Regions from separate parts of the Sus scrofa genome. Here region 2 is linked to region 1. A link is a contact called in public Hi-C data. All regions are on one chromosome and are shown on one strand. The core of a region is the stretch at or near the end of the contact, and the rest is flanking DNA. Distances in the headings are between cores, read along the strand shown.

Region 1 (7,906 bases), core at 1,729-4,228:
CCACTGAGCAAGACCAGGGATCAACCTGAGTCTTCATGGATACTAGTCAGGTTTGTTTCTGCTAAGCCATGATGGGAACTCCTTTTTTTTTTTTTTTTTTTTTTGGTCTTTTTAGGGCTGCACCCATGGCATATGGAGGTTCCCAGGCTAGGGGTCAAATCGGAGCTGTAGCTGCCAGCCTTCACCACAGCCATAGTAACTCAGGATCTGAGCAACCTATATACCACAGCTCATGGCAACGCCAGATCCTTAATCCACTGAGTGAGTCCAGGGATCGAACCTGTGTCTTTATGGATGCTAGTCAGATTTGTTTCTGCTGAGCCACAATTGTAACTCCAAACTTTTTTTTTTTCTCTTTTAGGGCCGCACCTGCGGCATATGAAAGTTCCCAGGCTAGGGGTTGAATTGGAGCTCCATCTGCCTGCCTACATCACATCAGGATCTGAGCCGCACCTGAGACCTACACCACAGCTCAAGGCAGTGCCAGATCTTTAACCCACTGAGTGAGGCCAAGAATGGAACCTACAACCTCATGGTTACTAGTCAGATTTGTTCCCGCTGCGCCACGACAGGAACTTCTTTCTTCAGGATTTAATTCTGTGCTGTTCTTTGATGTATACTAGCTTTGTCCGTTCAACTAGATTGCAAGCTGCCTGTGAGCTGTGACCATATCACTGTCATTCTGTGTACTTAGCATCATGCTAAGCGCATTGTGGTGTCAAATCAGCCTTCACTGAGTGAGACTCTACCACTTTATTTTTTTTTTTTTCATTTTTTAAAGTTTTATTGAAGTATAGTTGATTTACAGTGTTGTGCCTTTTCCTGCTGTATAGCGGAGTGACTGTATCATATACATTCACATACACATACACATGCACACATATACATTCCCTCTCTTATGTTATCTTCCATCATGGTCCATCTCAAGAGACTGAATATAGTTCCTTGTGCAATACAGTAGGACCTCATTGCCCATCCATTCTGAAAGTAATAGTTTGTGGAGTTCCCGTCGTGGCGCAGTGGTCAACGAATCCGACTAGGAACGATGAGGTTGCGGGTTCGGTCCCTGCCCTTGCTCAGTGGGTTAATGATCCAGCGTTGCCGTGAGCTGTGGTGTAGGTTGCAGACGCGACTCGGATTCTGCGTTGCTGTGGCTCTGACGTAGGCCGGCGGCTACAGCTCCGATTTGACCCCTAGCCTGGGAACCTCCATATGCCGTGGGAGCAGCCCAAGAAATAGCAAAAAGACAAAAAAATAAAAAAATAAATAAAAGTAATAGTTTGGATCTACTAACCCCAAACTCCCATTCCATCCCACTCTCTCCCCTTTCCCTATTGGTAACCACAAGTCTGTTGTCTATGTCTGTGAGTCTGTTTCTATTTTTTAGATAGGTTCATTTATGCAATATTTTAGATTCCACACATAAATGATATGGTATGGTATTTGTCTTTCTCTTTCTGACTTACTTCACTTAGTATGAAAATCTCTAGTTGTGTCCATGTTGCTGCAAATGGCATTGTTTCATCCTTTTTATGGCTGAGTAGTATTCCAATGTATATATGTATCACATCGTCTGTGTGTGTGTGTGTGTGTGTGTGTGTGTGTGTGTGTGTGTGTCTGTCTGTCTGTCTCTTTTAGGACCGCACCCACAGCATATGGAGGCTCCCAGTCTAAGGGCTAAATCGGAATTGTAGCATCATGGGATCCGAGCAGTGTCTGCGACCTAAACCACAGCTCACAGCAACACCGGATCCTTAACCCACTGAGCAAGGCCCGGGATTGAACCCATGTCCTCATGGTTACTAGTCAGTTCATTAACCACTAAGCCACGATGAGAATTCCTTCACATTCTTTCATCTATCAGTGGACATTTAGGCTGTTTCTGTGTCTTGGCTATTGTGAATAGTGCTGCCATGAACATACGGGTGCATGTCCCTTTTTCAATTATAGTTTCGTGTGGATATATGCCCAGGAGTGGTGTTGCTGGATCGTATGGTAGTTCTGTATTTAGTTTTCTGAGGAACTTCCATACTGTTTTCCATAGTGGTTGTTCTGGTTTACATTCCCACCAACAGTGTAGGAGGGCTCCCTTTTCTCCATACCTTCTCTAGCATTTGTTATCTGTAGATTTATTAATCATGGCCATTCTGACTGATGTGAAGTGGTACCTCATTGAGACTCTACCACTTTAAACCCTTAATTATAGCCAGGGTTCTGTAGGGCCAGGACAGTCCCTTTGGCTTCCTCTCAGTTACTCTAGACATGTCTTAATTTCCTGAAGGATGCTTTTTTTTTTTTTTTTTTTTTTTTGGTATCGTGAGGGAAAACAAGTAGGCGTCCTAGTAGATTATGGGGAAATTGCTGTACAAACTAAATTTTGGCTCCTAGGTACCCTTTTTTCTTTGCTGCTTCATCTCTCAGACCAGTCTCCCATTTGTTTTCACCGATTTACTAGCAGTATGGTGGAGAGAAGGCTGAATTGGCTTGTGGATTTATTCAGCCCTTCATATTGCACTCCCATTCTGTGCCAGGTACTGCCTCCTAACCAGAGCTAGTCAAGCACCATCCTTCGACCTCACCATGCATTCTGGTTCTAATCCTACCCCCAGGTAGCCAGAGAAGCGCTAAGCCTCAGTGTGCTTATCTTTCCAGTGAGGGTAATAATATCTGTTCTTCCTGCCATAGGTAGTCATGGGAGCCAGATGTGTGAAGGAACTTGACAGTCAGGAACAGTCAGGTTGTTATCACTGTTAATCTGTGTCCTGAGCCATCCTTTGCCTCCTGCCTGATTACGGACTTGCCCCTTCCCAGCCGTCTCACCCATCGCCAAGCCTATTTGTGGCTCCCAAGGCTTTTGCTTTCCTGTGCTCTGGGCTCATTTTCTAAGTCCTCATAACCCTCCCTCCCACTCCTATTCCTTCTCGTGTAGCACATATGAGTCGCTGCCAGCAGCACTCCGGCATGTGCCCAGGGCACTTCAGACACAGGCAGGCTGTTGTGTTAGCAAATAGCTTGGAGAACGGTGATGTGCCTGAGCTTGTCCTTGGCTCCTGCCCCATCTGCCAGAGGAAGCTGGTTTTCCTGACTCAGCCATTGTGCCAGGATAGTCTCTTAAGCTGTGGAATTGGAGGGGCATTTAGGAGGGACATTTGGGACAGGGGTAATGTTTTTCCAGCAAACTGTCAGTACCCCATACTGGACATGGCCCTTCCTGGCAACAGACCTCAAGCCAGACCTCAAGTACCGCAGTGCCCTGGAGGCCAGCCCACAACATGACATCGAATAAAGTGATCCTGGGCCTTTGTGTAATGATTTACCACTTAGCCTGTAATGGCCATCATCTCTTCATTCTCACAGCTCTGTGAAATAGGTATTCTTATGTTGTTTAGGTTATGAGAAACTGAGGCTCAGGAAGGGCTAGTAGTTCTCCAAAGGCCACACAGCTATTAAATGACAGAGCTGCCATTTGAACTCAGGTGGTCTGTTCCCTAGATCCCAGTGTTGTTTCAACTATATTCACAGTTGCATGCCAAAACAAGCTCTTAACCTTTGTACCTGACATGTTACACTTAACAAAATACCTTTATGTTACCTCTTATAATGCTAAGATGATGTAAATAGGGCAGGCTTTTTTTTTTTTTTTTTTGCTTTGCTTTTTAGGGCCACATCCATAGCAGGTGGAAGTTCCCAGGCTAGGGATTGAATCAGAGCTACTGGCTTCTGCCACAGCCACAGCACTGCAGGATCCAAGCAGCATCTGTGACCCACACCACAGCTCATGGCAATGCCAGATCCCCAAGCCACTGAGCCAGGCCAGGGATCGAACTCACATCCTCATGGATCCTAGTCGGGTTCATTACTGCTGAGCCACGCTGGGAACTCCCTAGGGCAGGCATTTTAAACTGTTTCATAGATGAGAGGGTTGAGACGCGGTGTGGTAAATTGCTCCCCATCTCTGAGCTTGGTAGTGGCAGGGCTACGACCTGATCCAGCCTTCTGACTTCCAAGCCCCAGTCAGCACTTTGGTTCCACACACCACCTTGGCACCTGGACAGAGCTCTTCTCAAGGCCTTTCCCTTTAGTTACCCTTGCCCAGGAAGCAAGAACCCTACCTTCTCCCTCCCTAGAGCTCCAGGCTAGAATGTGGCCCTAGTCCATGACTCAGGTCTCTGTGATATTTGGGCCTCCCAACAGAGCTCTCACTCCTCTGTGCCCAGCCAGACAGTGTTCAGCACCCACGCAGGCTCTGAGTACTCCCTCTGCCCATGGCAGTGCTGCCGAACAGCCCATTTCTCACTTAGGGAGAGGTTGAGCCAGCCATAGCCAGCTCAGTGCTGGGCAACAGTGAGGCCAAGGTACCGGGCTCGCTTCCCTAAAGAGCTTGCTGCCTTGCAGATGTGTGTCCTCCAACCAGGAGAGAAGGCACAATCCACACTCAATTCTGTTCCTGAGAAAAAAGTATACACAGAGTTTTGTTGTGGTGCAGCAGGTTAAGGGTCCAATGTTGTCACTGCTGTTGCTCGGGTTGTTGCATTGGCATGGGTTTGATCCCTGGGCCAGGAATTTCCTTATGCCATCCATGGGTGTGGCCAAAAAGAAAAAAAAATATGTATACATACTTACATATACACACTAAAAATACTCTAAGCCCATTTCTTGTGGACAGCAATGTAAGCACTGCTGTTACCATTTCTTTTCTTGGCCTCTCAAGTGTTGCCTGAGCCTGGACAGTGCAGTAGGGGGAGGCATGGCTCAGGAGGGTCCATCAGACATCCGCTGCAGCTCGGCATCAACCTTATTATCCAGTCACTTGGCCCCTCTGGGTCCCACATTCTTCCTCTGTATAAAATGAATGGGTTGGATGCCACGGGTGAGGCCCTAAAAAGACCAAAAAAAAAAAGCCTAAAGCAAAAAAGTGTCACTTTGCTTATCTCTAGGCTTTTGTATAAATTTCTAATATGCCATAATACAAAGTAAAAATATACAACCACTATGAAAACAGTATGAAGGTACCTTAGAAAACTATACATAGAACTACCATATGACCCAGCAATCCCACTCTTGGGCATATATCCAGACAAAACTTTCCTTAAAAAAGACATATGCACCCTCATGTTCATTCCAGCACTATTCACAATAGCCAAGACGTGGAGACAATCTAAATGTCCATTGACAGATGATTGGATTACGAAGATGTGGTATATATACACAGTGGAATACTAATGCCATTTGCAGCAACATGGGTGGAACTAGAGACTCTCATACTAAGTGAAGTCAGAAAGAGAAAGACAGTTGTTCCCGTCGTGGCACAGTGGTTAATGAATCCGACTAGGAACCATGAGGTTGCGGGTTCGATCCCTGCCCTTGCTCAGTGGGTTAAGTTTCTGGCGTTGCCATGAGCTGTGGTGTAGGTTGCTCGGATCCTGCGTTGCTGTGGCTCTGGTGTAGGCCGGTGGCCTATCCTGGGAACCTCCATATGCCGCGAGAACAGCCCAAGAAATGGCAAAAAGACCAAAAACAAAAAAAAAAAGAAAAGAAAAGAAAAAAAAGAGAAAGACAAATACCATATGACATCACTTATATCTGGAATCTAATATATGGCACAAGTGCACCTTTCCACAGAAAAGAAAATCATGGACATGGAGAACAGACTTGTGGTTGCCAAGGGGGAGGGGGAGGGAGTGGAATGGACTAGGAATTTGGGGTTAATAGATGGAAACTATTGCCTTTGAAATGTATAAGCAGTGGGATCCTGCTGTATAGCACTGGGAACTATGTCTAGTCGCTTGTGACGGAGCGTGATAATGTGAGAAAAAAGAATGTATACATGTATGTGTGATTGGGTCACCTTGCTGTGCAGTAGAAAATTGACAGAACACTGTAAACCAGCTATAATGAAAAAAATTAAAATTATTAAAAAAGCAAAAGCAAAGTAAAAATAAAATTTGAGTACTGTTAAAAAAAAAAAATGAACAGGTTGGAACAGATGCTCTCTGAAGATCCCTTCCAGCTCTATGGAGTGGCTGCCCCACTTCCCTCTCATGGTGTCTGTAAGGTCCCTCTGAACTGATTCTGTGGTTGCTAGCATGTTCACATTATCCCCAGCGTCTGTGTCATGGTGCTGCCACACTCCCCAGAAAACCAGTTGTTGTGCTCTCTGTTCCAGGGGATCCTTTCAGATGATCGTGGGCTGGCTGCTGCCCTCTGGAGAACCTTCTTCAACCAGAAATGTGAAGACCCTCGACAGCTTGAATTGTTGGTGGAGTATGTGAGGAAGCAGGTGAGCAGTCCCTCCACTCCCCTCCAGAGTTTCCTGGACATCAGGGCCTTCCTGAGGTCTGAGAATACTGGCCTTTCAAAGGATCATGAAAGGTTGAGTTCCCAGAGCCCCAGCCTGAGGGAGTTCTGACCAAATTACATCAGCAGTGGGCACTGATGAAGCTCAACCTCTGTGGCTCCAGCCATGAGCCAGGCCAGGGGTCGGGGAGCAGGAAGAGAAGAATAAAGGGCACTGAGCTGTCTCCTGCTTCCATAAACCTGTAGTCGTCCCTTCACTGCCTGCTGTGTGCCCAGTGCTATCCTAGGTCCTAGGCACATAGTCTGCATGGGGTACAGAGCAGCCACTGTAGCCCCCTTTGTGTACCCACTTTGAGCCCCAGGAGTTTGTTCCTGGCTCCTGGCTTCTAACAGGATTGGGCTCCAGGCATCATTCCACAACATCCCATAAGTCTCTTCCCAGTGGGTGCTCTTTGTAGTCAGGCAGGGTCCCTCACTTCATTCTTCACCCTTCTGGCTGCCCAGGGCTCCCTGACACCAAAGTTTCTGAGAGGAAGTCTGGGTGAGGACTGCTTAACTGCATAGTTTTCTTCAAGCCCGTGGAGAACTCACTCCTGTTCTCTGCCCCTTGATGATATATTGATGGGAACTCCATACTTTAGAGATGAGTGAGCTAAATGGCAGGGAAGAGGCACATACAGGCTTTTCCAGGGTCTCTCATGAGCCATTTTGCACAGCTGGCCTAGAACCCTAAGCCAGGTGATTCATGTGGCCACTAGAGGCCTCAGCTGCCCCAGACAGCTCATCAGTTCAGGCTGTCCCATGAGTCACACCTTTGCTTCATGGGCTTGGCCCCTGGAGCAGAAGGGGCCTCACCTCACAGTTATTCTTACTCACCTGTGCCCACGGCCTTCAAGCCTCCAACAGCCTGGAAACGGAAGGCCAGGCTCTGGCTCCCGGGAGAACACAGGGCCCGCAGCACCAGCTTGTTGATTACTGGAAAAACCACATACTAGGGCTCTTCAGACCCAGAGGGCAGAGAACCCCAGAAGCCAGGACTTCTGTTTGACCATTTTTCAAATCTGCCAGAGCCGGGAAGAAGGCACTGTGGCCAGAGGACCCCACCCACAGAGAATTCTGAGACTCACACTGTTGACTGGACTCGCCCTCAGACAGGAGTAGCAATTGGCAAAGCAAATGCTGTGTTTTCTGAGAGACCAGCCCAACTTTTCCATCTTCTGTGGTGGGCTTGTGCCAGGGGCCACGACCAGGGCAAGCCGGGACCTCTCTGAGGGCCTGAAGAAGTCCCATATTGCCCCAGTGAGAGGAAGGCGATAGGACAACAGTGATGGGACTTTTAGGGAAGCTGCAAGTTTTGAAGGGGACCCAGTTCTGTCAGCAAACCTTTTGAGTACCTCCTATGCCAGCCACTCTGTTGAAATAGCAGAAATTAGTAAGACCCAGTCCTGGCCTCAAGGATCCAGCTCATGATTTGGCAAGGAGGCCAGTGAGGCACAAGGCTAACCCTGGAATAAGTCGGTCTGTGATTCTATCCAGACAGGAACAGTGCTGTGGGGACTAAAGAAAGGAGGGGCTAACTCTGAGCAAGTGAATCCCGTGCCATGATGCT
Region 2 (7,906 bases), core at 3,268-5,767, 140 kb before region 1:
AAAGGAAGACAAAGACCTGGAAGATCTGTCCTGTATAAGTGACTCCCCCCCCCATTTATTTATTTTTATTTCCCCAATACATTATTTTTTTCCTACTGTACAGCATGGTGAATAAGTGACTTAAATCACCTTTCTGGTGTGCTCCTCATTCAAGGGGACACCTGCACTCTCACTTCTCCTTTGGGTGTATATTACTGCTTTACTTCTGCCTTAGAGAGGCAGACTACTTCTCTGTGTGCTCGCCTACACTTTATACTGTGTATGAACTCTATACCTGTTCTTACAGACTTTGCCTCCTTGAAACATTCTTGCTTTCGACAGGGGGCAAGAATCAGGGCAATTCTGCTTTCAGCCTCTAGTTGGTCTAGTGGCTAGGATTCCTAGTTTTCTTCCAAGCTGCCCAGGTTCAATTCCTGAGCAGAGAATTAAGATCTCCCTTCAAGCCATCACTCACTGCTGTCTCTCTGAAATCAATCCCATCCTGGAGTTCCCGTCGTGGCTCAGTGGTTAACGAATCTGATTAGGAACTATGAGGTTGCGGGTTCAATCCCTGGCCTTGCTCAGTGGGCTAAGGATCCGGTGTTGCCGTGAGCTGTGGTGTAGGTTGCAGACACAGCTTGGATCCCGAGTTGCTGTGGCTCTGGCATAGGCCAGTGGCTACAGCTCCGATTAGACCCCTAGCCCGGGAACCTCCATATGCCATAGGAGCGGCCCAAGAAATGGTAAAAAAAAGACAAAAATGACGAAATCAATCCCATCCTTCTGGATGTTCAAGCCAAAAGCCTTACAGTTATACTTGCTCCCTTCTCCAACACCCTATGACCAATCCAGCAGCAAATCCTATAGCCACTACCAGTTTCTATCACTTTTGACCCACACCCACCATCATCCCAAGCCAAGTCACTCTCTTGCCTGGTGTGGCGGCTTTAAAGTATGTCCACATTCTTTGATACACCTCCTTTCAAGAATTAGTGGAGCCTAACTAATTCTCTCTCCTTGAGTGAGAACTGGTATAAAGTTAACAGAGCTGGATAAAGTAGAAATGACTCCAAGACAAGGTCATAAATGGCCTGCTTTCCCTCTAGCTCTGGCTCTCTCCCCACTCTCTCTCTCTCTCTGCTGTGTCCTGAGGACACTCAGGCAGCCCTATGAAGAGGCCCAGGGGTAAGGAACCATCTTGGGAGTAGACCAGCCATCAGTTTGACTGCAGTCTCCTGAGAGATCCTAAGCCTAAGAAACAGCAGTTCAACTTTTGAACTGCTGAACTGCTCCCAGATTTCTGACCCACAACTTTAGAAGACAATCAACGATTGTTGTTTCAAGCTGCCAAATTTAGGGGTAATTCTTTGTATAGCAATAATACACCTAGACAACTGCAAAAGCTTCCACGGTGGTAGCAATACTTCCACATTGCCTCTGAAATTTATTTTTTCTTGGAATAGTCAAGAGTGATTCTTTTAAAACAGTGACAGATTATGCCACTCAGAACCCTCCAGTGGCTAATCAAGAGTTAAAGACAAAATCACTGTATTGGCTTACCAGATCCTAATTGTTTGATCCCAGCTTCTGATTGTTTTAATTCCGTTCCTTACGCCTCTCCCCTTCGCTCATATCCTTCCAGTCACACAGCCCTCCTTGCTGGATGTGTCTGGAACACATTAAGCCATACACTCATCCAGGTCCTCTTCTTCCAATTATCCTCATGATTTACTCCCTTGCCACCTTCAGGTCTCTGTTCAAATGTCACCTTCTCAGTAAGCTGTTCCCTAACCACCCAATATAAAATACCGCCACCCCTCCTCACACTCTACTATTTTCCTATTTACCTTACATACTTTATCTGTCCCTTCCTGAGTATTATGTATAATATATCTCACACAATATACATTTCCCAAGTGCAAGAATACTGTTTTATTGACTGCTGTATTCTCAGCTCCTAAAACAGTGCCTGGTATTATAACTGGTACTCATTAGATATTTGACGAATGAATGAATGAATATTAGACCATTAGGCAACATGAGCTATAACAAACTGACAGTTCTATAACCTTCTAAAAGGTAAAACAAAACAGAAACAAACAAAACCCAGATCATGTAGTTTGTATGGCACACTTCACACAATTATTTGATATCTTCATAAAAAAAAACCCTTTGAGATGAAATTATTGCCTTCATTTTACACAAGAAAACAGGCTCCAAAAAATGTAAGGGATATAACTCAACAGTAGCAGAGCAAAGACTGAACCCCAGTCTGGTTCCAAATTCTATGCCCTCTCCGTTACATTATGCTGTCTCCTAAATCATGAGATATGAAATCACAGCTCTGTGAGGGACACTTTCTAAGTTGTGAAATGATGAGGTCTAAGTCTGCACCTCTCTGACGGAAAAGGACCAAAGAAAGGTAGAGTGTGACTGAAAGGACAGAGGGCCAGCCGCAGAGTCATGAACTCACTGTATATTTGGGGACATCCATTCTTCTTTCCAAGCCTTCTCATGTGCATCGTAATCCTGGCCTCCATAACTCATGGGCCTAATGTAAAAATTCAGCAGACTTTTTTTGTGAGTGTGTCTTTTTAGGGCCGCAACTGAGGCATATAGAGATTCCCAGGCTAGGGGTCGAATCAGAACCTTAGCTGCTGGCCTACACCACAGCCAGAGCAAAGCAGGATCCGAGCTGTGTCTGCAACCTACACCACAGCTCACAGCAACACCGGATCCTTAACTCACTGAGTGAGGCCAGTGATCAAACCTGCGTCCTCATGGATGCTAGTCAGATTCAATTCCATTGAGCCACGGTGGGAACTCCAATTCAACAGACATTTACCAAACCTTAGGGCAATCTAGGGATTATCACATGTTCTGGGGACAGAGAGTCTAGAATTTGTATCCCGGCTCCACCAGCTTAACAGTTGTGGGACTCCAGGAAATTGATCTGAGTGCCTTAGTTTCTTCACGCCTACAGAACCCGCCTTGTGGAATTGCTGTGAGGATTAAATGGGCCTTTATGTGTAATGCATTTAGTGACTATTCAGTAAATGCGAGCTATATTATTATCATCATCACGTGCTAGATCCTGGGAGAGGGATGAAAAGCGGAAGGCATAACGCCCCAACAAGTGCACGGCTGCCAAAGAGGAGCAGGAAAAGTAACTATGCGCAGAGTGCAAAAACCCAGCAGTGAGCTTACGGCGCCTTCAGAAAGCGACGAGGTAAGGTTTCTGAAAAAGTGATACTTAAGTTGGGTCCCGAAGAATGAGAGTTCCAGAGTGGGGCGGCGGGTAGGACCGGACTTTCGGACAGTCACATGCAAAGCCCCAAGGGCAGAGGAAGTCGCGAAATCCTGGGAGCCTGGAGCGGGACGCGCAGGAGAGCGCAGCGCCTTATCCTGACAACCCCAGGGTCGGGAAGCTCCCTTTCTGCAAGGTCTGGAGCCCAGAGCGGTAGCAACAGCAGGACGCGGAGGCCAGGGGCCAGAGCCCCAGAACAGGACCCAGCCTCTTTTGGGCCTCTGAGTTTCTTCTGGGAAACCGGAGGCCGCTGCCCGAATGGGATTCCCAGGAGCACCCTAGTCGCTGGGCCTTGGACCGTTAACACGGGTACCTCCCGCCCGCCCCTGAGGCCCTTCCTCACCACGCTCCGCTCCCGCAGGTTCCCAGGGTGCTCCTCAGCGCGGGAGTCGGTGAAGCTGCAGCTGAGGCCGGGCGGGGGAGGCGGGGCGGGGGCTCACGGAGTGGCTGGGGCGCAGGCCCCGCCCCCCAAACTCCCGCCCTTTCGGAGAGCCCTGCCGCTCCAGCCGGCGCTCCAGAGAGGACTGCATCGCCTTAGGGGCCTCTCGCCATGTTGAGTACTGGCAGCTGTTTTACAAGAGTGGCCCAGAAGAAAAGAAGGGATTATGTTAAGAGACGTTAGATTTCCTCGCCCGAAATGGAGACATCCAGGGTTGCTTATTTGAGCAAAGGAAGTTTCGGTAACAGAAAACACTTGCCCTCAATCGTATCCCTTTTGGCTTCGAGGTTACATACGGCGCATGTGTGTGGTCGCCTCGTTCTAGATGCGCCTGCGCAATGCTCCACTCCCAAACCTGAGTACAATTAACTACGTGCTGAAGGAAACTGGCTCCTGGTCGCGGCAAAACTCAGCTTCAATCTCCGAAACTCCAAGTAGCTTCAGGCTACTCAACATTCATAATATAATTACTTAATGTCATTTGAATACACTTTGCACCGGAGACTGCCTGAATGTCCTGCATCCCACTGGAGAGCTACAGTTTATATAATTTTCTGAATAAGCCTGACTCTCTCTAGAGGACTCTAGAGCGTGTTTTGCACATGGATTATCAATGCACTTTTTTAGAGCTGTAAATTTTATTTACCTGCCATTCTTTTCCACTCCTTGGTTCTCAAATTTTAGTTGGAGAGTCTCTTGTGCAGCGGTTTAAGGATTTGTCGTTGTCACTGCAGTCGCTTAAGTTGCTGCTTTGGCCCGGTTTCTATCCCTGGTCCAATAACTTCCATATGCCCTGGGTGCGGCCAAAAAAATAAATAAAAATTAAAAAATAAAATTTGAGTTGGGGTGTTCCCGTAGTGGCTCAGAGGTAAAGAACCTGACTGGTATCTACGAGGATGCGGGTTTGATTCCTGGCCTCGATCAGTGGGTTAAGTGTCCCGCGTTGCCCTGAGCTGTGGTGTACCTCGACAACGCGGCTGGGACCCCCCCCAAAAAAAAGACAAAAAAATTGGGATTAAAAAACAATAACGGGTATTTCTTAAAATGTAGAGTTTTTTTGTTTGTTTTTTGTCTTTTTAGGGCCACACCCGTGGCATATGGGGTTTCCAGGCTGGGGGTCGAATTGGAGCTGTAGCTGCCAGCCTACACCCACAGCCACAGACACACTGGATCAGAGCCTCCTCTGCAACTGATCCCACAGTTAATGGTAACACTGGATCCTTAACCCACTGAGCAAGGCCAGGGATCAAACCTGAGTCTTCGTGGATACTAGTTGGGTTTGTTAACCACTGAGCCACAACAGGAACTCCAAAATGTAGACTTTTGGATTCCACCCATGGAGAGTCAGTAAACCAGGCATGGAGCCCAGGAATGTGTCTTCCAGCAAATACCCTGAGTGATTATGATGCATTGGGAACACATTTTGAGAAGCATAGCATAAGTTTGTGTATCTCTAGCACCCAGCACAAAGGCTGGTACAAAATAGGTGCTCAGTAAGTGCTGAGTGAACGGATGGATTGATGGGTAGTAGGAGTGAAACAGGCAATGCACAGCCAAAGGGAACCTGAGAAGGGAGCACTTCAATAAGAGCTATATTGTATCTTTTCTCCTAAAAGAACAAAAGTTCTTTCTTTGGGGGGGGGTCTTTTGAGGGCCCCACTCACCCCTGCATGTGAAGTTTCCCAGTCTAGGGGTCTAATCTGATCCCTAACCCACTGAGCGAGGCCAGAGATCAAACCCACAACCTCATGGTTCCTAGTCGGATTCGTTGCTGCTGTGCCACAGCAGGAACTCCCAAAATAAATTCTTAATAGTTACCTTGAGGGAAAAAAAAAATAGTAAGTTGGCAGGGAGGGAGGACAATGAATCTGAAAAGCAAACTATCTTGAAAGAGAAGAAAAAACATCCAGGACATTGGACAGAGAAAAAAGATACAAAGACTCAGTTGTGTGGGAATCCACCCCAAGAAGATGGTCCCCTGACAGGTTGTGTGCAAGAATAGTCACTGCAGTATTTGGAATGTTACCCACACCAACCTCAGGGCTTTTGCAGATGCTTTGCCATCTCCTAGGCCAGTTTTGCCAGAGCTCTTGGATTAGCTGATAACTTCCTCTCTTTCAGGTCTCAAATCAGTTAGGTCTTCCCTGACCATGCTATTTACAGTAATACCCTATCATTTTCTATCACAGTGCTCTTTTTATAGTATTTCCTACTTTTTTTTTTTTTTTTTGGTTTACCTGTTATCTTTCTCCCTCTCTAAAATTTAAGTTTCCTGAGGCTAGAAGACTATGTCTGACTTAGCATTTAACATAGAACCTGACACATATTAGGTGCCAAATAAGTCTCCATGGAGTTCTTGTTGGGGCTCAGCAGCTTAAAAACCCAGTTGAGATCCACAAGGATGTGAGTTTGATTCCTGGCCTCATTCAGTGGGTTAAGGATCCTGTATTCCCGCAAGCTGTGGTGTGGATCACAGATGGGGCTCTTTAATCCCAAGTTGCTGTGGCTGTGGTATGGGCTGGTAGCTGCAGCTCTGATTCAGCCCCTAGCCCAGGAAATTCCATGTGATGCAGGATCAGCCCTAAAAAGAAAAGAAAAGAAAAAAAAAATCATCCATGGGCTGAATGAAATCAGCCCCAGTATTACAAAGGTTAAGGACATAAAATCCATCTACATACTGCGCAATACATTTTAAGACAAAGAGGAATAAACATAGGTTTCAGACTATCAAGACATATCAACAAAGGGCAAATGGAATAGAAGGTGATTAAAACCAAACAGGAATCTTTAATCTTAGTAAAAATAATTCATTAATACATATCCTCATTCATTTATTCATTCACCCAGCAAACATTTATTTATATGTATTAGTATTAGATAATAATACTATGTATTAACAGCAAGTTGGAAATTGTATTAAAGCATAATAAAATATACTCAATATGCTGTAATAAGCTAGATGGGAAGAAAGAATGGATATATGAATATGTATAACTTAATCACCTTGCTCTACACCTGAAACTAATACAACATTGTAAGTCAACTATACGCCAGAAAAATACCCAGTACTGGGTATTTTGTCTGGGCCAGAGCAGAAACTGCAGTTAGCTGATGCCTGAGAGTGGGTAACATTCCCCCCAGAGGTTCTGTAGGCTCTGAAAGTACATCAGCCTTCAAACAGCCTATGACGTACCAGGGACACTTGAGACAAACCAAAGGGTGTTCATATCCATCCCTTGAATTGCTTGGGACCCAAGAATTCTTTGGGAAAAGACAATCTAGCCACAATTAGAGTCTGGCCATGTTCAAACCAGACTAGAGTGGGGAGAAGGCCTCAAAGGAGGCTGCATTGGAGGGAGAGACAACAGGTCAGTTGAAAGAAAACCAGCACTGTTCCCCTTCAGGTGAACTGGGATTCTTTTTTTACATCCTAAATTCCATGTTTGGGAACATGCTTTATATCCTAACCCTGTTCCAGGACTATAATGTGGATCCCACATCCCAGGGTTGCTCATTATTTATACATATTCCCCCTGCCCCACGTCAAGAGGTTGCCTGGACTGACTGACTTTCTTTTTAAAATTATGTACAGGGAGTTCCTGCTGTGGCTCAGAGGTAACAAACCCGACTAGTATCCATGAGGATGTGGGTTTGATCCTTGGCCTCACTCAGTGGGCTGGAGATCTGGTGTTACCATGAGCTGTGGTGTAAGTCACAAACACGACTCAGATCTGGCATTGCTGTGGCTGTGGAATAGGCCGGCAGCTGTAGCTCTGATTCAACCCCTTGCCTAGAAACTTCCATATGCCTTGGGTGTGGCCCTAAAAAGAAAAAAAAATTGTATATGTTATGTTTTAATAGCCCAATATCTGTTTTAAGTCCTAAATCCTTTATCTATGATTTCAAGAGAATGGAGGATAAAGAATTTGTGTGGAGATATTTCTGATTATGAGACACCCCTCCCCCATATCTTCTTGGGGAAGATTTAACTGCCGAAGCCAAGTGACCAGGAGAGGGGCATTCCAGGAGGATTTGAGGTGCCAAATCTGACCCCATTGCACTCTGGGAGCATGACTGGATCTATCTCCTGTCCAGGAAGTCTATCAGCAAGAAACAAGCCTGATAACTGCTTTGATGGTGGACCCAGGAGAGCGCTGCTATGTTGAGATTGTCCTGCTCTC

Evidence for each region. Hi-C and Micro-C count contacts between places; a contact is called where the count stands out from the background.
Region 2: a Hi-C map of embryonic fibroblasts shows a contact between it and region 1, with 2.2 times the contacts expected there. The contact joins the promoter of CEP250 here to the enhancer-like site in region 1. A contact is called at or near these places in 3 of 5 promoter capture datasets (fetal liver, fetal skeletal muscle and liver), 8 of 47 Hi-C or Micro-C datasets (adipocytes, embryonic fibroblasts, fetal liver and 4 more) and 2 of 2 datasets of contacts at active chromatin or transcription factors (alveolar macrophages and skeletal muscle).

What each region holds. Positions count from the first base shown.
Region 1 is chr17:38,664,098-38,672,003 of Sscrofa11.1, reverse strand. UQCC (ubiquinol-cytochrome c reductase complex chaperone) reads left to right here. Exons shown (of 10, transcript NM_001172364.2): 9 at 6,167-6,280. Among named protein-coding and RNA genes, the nearest start is that of FAM83C, 15 kb to the right of the region's middle. Within about 2 kb of position 2,978, at least 12 of the 83 cell types and tissues checked have an H3K27ac peak or open chromatin away from gene starts, as enhancers often do. A contact at or near this core is called in embryonic fibroblasts, liver and skeletal muscle, where this site is marked.
Region 2 is chr17:38,806,335-38,814,240 of Sscrofa11.1, reverse strand. CEP250 (centrosome-associated protein CEP250) reads right to left here and starts at 4,517. Exons shown (of 34, transcript XM_013985307.2): 1 at 3,630-4,517; 2 at 2,453-2,530.